Linked DNA regions of Canis lupus: region 1 is linked to region 2. Evidence: chromatin contacts called from public Hi-C data. All regions are on one chromosome and are shown on one strand. Each heading gives the region's core, a stretch centred on a gene start, on an enhancer-like site or on the middle of the called end of the contact. The rest is flanking DNA. Distances are from core to core; before and after follow the strand shown. Region 1 overlaps NDFIP1 (NEDD4 family-interacting protein 1). Region 2 holds the start of GNPDA1 (glucosamine-6-phosphate isomerase 1).

Region 1 (2,700 bases), core at 157-2,656, 110 kb before region 2:
TGGGGGCTGATATGATGTAAGACTTGTATTTTCCAATTAAATTTTATGTTCAGCAATGCATGGTCTATCACCACAGGCAAAGCAGGTAAGTCCTGAGTGTATTAAGCAACTACTGGACAGGGGTGTACACTGTACTAACCAGATCCATCAGCAGCATTGCCACCAGGGATCTTAATTAAGGAGGCAATAAGAAGGCCCTAAACAGGACACGGGAAAAGTGATATCAAAGAAGCAGGTGAGGCCATTATACCATCTTAAACAGCTACAGGATGGCTCTGCTATAATTCTGTAGAATACAGAATTACATACATATATGTATTCTATAGGCCTCATTGCAAAATCATTCTTATTCTCACCAAAGAATTCTGGAAACCCAATACTGATTCCTCCGGAAGTTCTGTCAAGCAAAGCTATACATTTTGTTTCCTGCTGACAGAGTCAACTGAAAATTGGCCACATAGACTCCTGAGTAGTTCAACTGGTTACAATCTTTTGTGAACCCTTTTATGGCAGTAATTATCCAGGAGAAAATAACCGACAGACTATAAAGTCATCTTATTAGTATGTCCACCGGTCACATGGGAAATCTGAGAAATATGTATGAATGGGTTAGGAAAAAAAAAAAATCGACCACCAAGAGACGCTTTATTAATATAATAATGGTGATGGCAACCTAATCTTTAAGAAATATTTTTAAAAATTATTTATTAGGGTTGGAAGGAAGATGAGGGTTTACTAAAAGTAATTTTACTTCTAAAATTTAACACTATCTTTTCTCTCCACTGTCTATGTTAAAAAGCACTTACCTAAAACCAGGAACACCCACCAGAGCCAGTACTGACCATCAAAATATCCAGGGAAATAGGTGGAAAACTGAAAAATAAAGCAAATAAGTTTGTTTGTTTATTTTTATAATGAGGTTAAAACCTCATTTTCTTTTTTAAAGATTTTCATTTATTCATGAGAGAGAGAGAGAGAGAGAGAGAGAGGCAGAGACACAGTCAGAGGGAGAAGCAGGCCCCACGCAGAGAGCCTAATGTGGAACTTGATCCCGGGACTCCAGGATCACACCCCAGACCAAAGGCAGGCGCTAAACCTCTGAGCCACCCAGGGATCTCCCTAGAAATATGTTTTGATGAAACTTTTACTTTGCTTACTCAGTCCCAAAACTATTTGTTCTTGGTATGCCTCAACCTTGGAAGCTTTACTATGAATATCATAATAATCCCCCATTCCTTTGCCAAATAATGGCACATTCTGGTCATTGGGAAGTGAGGGTTGCTGAGGTTTTCTTGCACTTAGAAAAGAAAGAGAAGAAATAAGTTTTCTTTCTTCTGCTGAACACAGCTGTGCTTCTGATGTGATGCCTGAAACTGCCATAGCCATTTGAATCCTGAGGGAGGAGCACCTCTACCAATAGGACAGCAATCGTCCCTAATGATGTCACTGAATAAGCAAAACAGATATGGTGATCCTCCATGTCAGGACTTGTTTTCATGGGAAATAAATTTTTCCCACTGTTTTCTAAGCCATTTTGAGCTCAGTTTTCTATTACTCAGACAAAGCCATCCTGATACAAGTTGATTCATTCAATTCAGTTTTAACATTTTAGTCAGCTTAGTGAAACTTCTGGTTAAAAAAAAAAGACTGCTAACTAATGTTATCTGTTTTCTATTGGGGGCTTTATTATCTGAAAATTTAATGCAGTTTGAGCATTAAAATACAGTATTTGGGCAGCCCGGGTGACTCAGCGGTTTAGCACCGCCTTGTCGGGCTCCCCTCCATGGAGCCTGCTTCTCCTGTCTCTGCCTCTCTCTCTCTCTGTCATGAATAAATAAATAAATAAATCTTTTTAAAAAATCCTTTAAAAAAATACAGTATTTTATTTCTTAATAGGAATAACAATTTAAGATTTAGGGAGGGAATGAAAAAGCTCTTTAGTGCTTGGGTTCTTCACCTAAGTCCATGTCTTAGATGAGTATGTATTAGCTGCTTGGGGGAAAAAGTTCCTAACTCCTAAAAGATTCTCAAAGGAACTCAGAATCCTAAAAATGTTAACAACTGGTCAGAATAAATACATATGAAAAAGTCCAGTGTCCAGTCAATACCCAATAATTAGTTAATAATGACAATTAATGATGAATACATTGATTTTATCTATTAAGTTGACAAAAGCAATAAACTTACCTGAAATCACAATATATTTTAAGAGATTAGATCTTTTAAAGTATAAATTACTTCAGTAATTTGGACTACCTGATAACTCCCAAATCACTGAAGATTTCTAATATATTTTAGAGATAAGGCCCCCCCAATGGAGTAGCACTTGTAAACAATTTCAGTTCCAAAACATTTTGGCAGAACCAACGATGCTGCTAATAAACAACCCTGGAAGGGAGGGAGAAAGGAGAGAGAAGCAAAGAGCAGGAAAGAGGGAAGAAGAAAAACCAAAACTTCAGTAGAATTAATGTGAGGAATGCCTGCTTTTGATGAGACACCAAAGAAGTGGTATTTTCTTTTTATTACAAAAACTAATTTCAGAACAAACACACATTATAGACATTAACAGCAGAGAAAGCAAATTGTGAACATCCTATAGGATGTTGCCTTGGGACACCAATATTCACTAGATTTAACTATAAAACTTACACGCATGAACCATCTGCAACTGATTTAGGTTCAACTTCATGAAACCAGAAC
Region 2 (2,700 bases), core at 5-2,504:
TACAGAGTGTTCCACTGTGAGGATGAATCCACAATTCTTTTAATTAGCCCATTTTAGTTCTAACACAAGAAGATGGAAGGTTGGGTATGGGTAAGTTTAAACCCAGGCGTGCAGTGGGAGGGACATGAGGGGACAGTTGGTTAGGACAGGGAGCATATCAGGGCAAAGAAGGCTGCAAGGAAGCTGGGGAAGAGGTAATCATGGCTGGCCATGAGAGCCAAGCTATGCCACTGTTTCATCCAGTACTCACAACAAATACACGAGGTCACTATTACTTATTCCCATTCAATTCTCGTGTTCCAGAAGAGAAAATTCAGAGCTGGAGAAGTTGAGTCATTTGCTGGAGTCACTTGCTCCAGAACCAGGGATTGACTAGACGAGATCTTTCTGATTCGTCCCCTAAGCTCTTTGATTCCAGAGCTGCCAGGCTTAATTGAGACCTGGAATTGGTTCCCTACAGAAAGGGTAAGGGGGGTGGGGGGTGAGGGTGACAGGCCCAATTAAAGTTACATGAGGTCACTCTTCCTGGAACCATCTGAATGCAGCTGCTGCAGACCAGGCCCCATTATCTGATGTGTCTGGAGACTGGGGTTATGAAAAATCTACAGTGCTCAAGCTGAGATGAGGTTTCTGACTGCAGAAGGAACAAGTCCACAGAATTGTAGAGGTAGTAGCTCCACCACATCGCGTAGGGCCTCACCAGACGGACAGCACCTCCATCAAGCTGCTCTGGAGCTGCAGCTGGGCCCCAGGGGAGGGGTGCGCCCAATCCCCACCTTGCTCCATGTGAACGCCACGTGTGGCGTGTTCCCATTTCTGTAAAAAATAAGTATATTCGAGGGAAAACAATTTGGAAATGTAGCCTACACTGCTGGCAGTGCTATCTGGGGGTGGGGCGCTGGGGCAACCACCGACCTCCTTTTTTCCCTAGTACAGACTGCTGTGAAGATTAAGCTCAGAAGGGGAAAAAAAGGAAGAAAAATCCAATTGCATTTAAGGCAAAAAAGTTGTAATATCTAGGTTAAAGGAAAAAAAAGAGCTAAAAAAGTTAAACCGAAGGCAGAGCCAGGCCCAACCCCGGGACCCGTCGGGGAGCGATTCTGCTCGTCCCCCCGCAGCTCCCCGCCCCGCGGCCGCTCCCAGGCCCGCGCGCTCCCGAGAGGGCGGCGGGCGGCGGGCGGGGCGGAGTCGGCTCCGAGCCGGGCCCCTGCGCGTCCGCCCGCACTCGGCCCCCCGGGGCGGGCTCCGCGTGACCCGGGGCCACGTGAGCCGCGCGGGGCGGGGCCGCCGGCGCTGCTGCAGCCGCCGCCGCGGGAGGCGTCCGAGTAAGTGGGGAGCGGGGCCGGCGGGGCCGGCGGGGCCCTCCTCGCGGGCGGGGGCGGGCGCGGGCGCTGACCCCGACCCCGACCCGACCCCGCCCCGGGTCCCCAGGCCGGAGCCCGCGGGCTGCCGGGACCCCTTCCCGGCGCGGGGCCGGAGGGGCGGTGGGGTCGCCATCGGGGTCGGGAGAGCCTCCCGTGTCCTTGGGTTGGCCTAGACGGCCACCTCCGCCTCCCGCTCGGGTCGCCGCGCGGGAAGGTTACGTCCCCCGTGTGCTCTGGGGGAACTGACGGTCCGCAGAGCCAGGCCGGCGGGCGGCAGCGCAGCACCCCTCCCGGGAGGCCCGTGGCTCTCCCTGCCCTGGTGGCCCGAGCCGACCGCAGGCCCCCTCCAGCGAGGAAGAGGCCGGGATCCAGAATACCCAGCGCGTGGGGTGGAGGGGCGGGACGGGGCGGTCGAGCGCCGGATCCGAGCCCACTACTGTGTGGTGCTCGTGCAGCCTCGTCGGATACTCGCCATCGTGGACTCTGTCAGGGAGGTGCTGTTGTCCTCATTTTCGCGGAAGAAGAAACGGGCTGGGAGAACTCGAGCCCTTTGACCAAGGTCCTGCGGTTGGTTAGCTGGTAAATGGAGGGACTGGGGTCAGAACGCGGTCGGTCCTCCAGCAGCGCCTCCTGGTGGGTGGCGGCGGCGCTGGGCCCAGCCTGTGTGAACTGGACGGTGGGGTCTTTACCTCCTCCTCTCTCAGAGACACCCTGGGAGAGGGTGTTGCTGGGTGAGAAGGACTTCTCCCCTCCCCCCGGCCGCCTGCGTCCCTATCTCCCTGTCCTTTACCACGGATTCCTTTTGTCACCTGCCGCCTCCAGGACAAGATGAAGCTAATCATCCTGGACCATTATTCTCAGGCCAGCGAGTGGGCAGCCAAGTACATCAGGAACCGCATCATCCAGTTCAACCCAGGGCCAGACAAGTACTTCACCCTGGGACTTCCTACTGGTGCGTTGTGGGATGGAGAGGGTGCCAAGGATTTCGCGAAAGTGAGCGAGCATTAGGGTTTTTAAGGGGCCAGGTATGTGGGCTCACAGAGCCAAGGGACTTTTTAAAAAAAAATATCATTTATTTGAAAGAGAGAGAGTGCACGAGCTGAGGGAGAGACACACACAGAGAGAGAAGCTGGCTCCCCTGCTGATCAGGGAGCCCAGTGTGGACCCGATCCCAGGACTCCAGGATCATGACTTGAGCCGAAGGCAGACCCTTAACCCACTCAGCCACCCAAGCGACCCTAGTCTCAGTTTCTTATGGAAAAATCAGAATAGTGCCTTTATGGGAGGATATTTTTTTGACCCCAGCTCCTCAAGGCAAATGTCCTGATTCTTTCTC

What was found. Hi-C and Micro-C count contacts between places; a contact is called where the count stands out from the background.
Region 1: a Hi-C map of blood shows a contact between it and region 2, with 7 times the contacts expected there. The contact joins the enhancer-like site here to the promoter of GNPDA1 in region 2. A contact is called at or near these places in 4 of 9 Hi-C or Micro-C datasets (amygdala and blood).

Annotation. Positions count from the first base shown.
Region 1 is chr2:36,202,172-36,204,871 of UU_Cfam_GSD_1.0, reverse strand. NDFIP1 (NEDD4 family-interacting protein 1) reads right to left here. Exons shown (of 8, transcript XM_038530476.1): 6 at 807-873. Among named protein-coding and RNA genes, the nearest start is that of NDFIP1, 41 kb to the right of the region's middle. Within about 2 kb of position 1,406, at least 1 of the 20 cell types and tissues checked has an H3K27ac peak or open chromatin away from gene starts, as enhancers often do. A contact at or near this core is called in blood, where this site is marked.
Region 2 is chr2:36,096,618-36,099,317 of UU_Cfam_GSD_1.0, reverse strand. It overlaps GNPDA1 (glucosamine-6-phosphate isomerase 1), which reads left to right and starts at 1,254. Exons shown (of 7, transcript XM_038530472.1): 1 at 1,254-1,325; 2 at 2,187-2,316. The coding sequence starts at 2,193.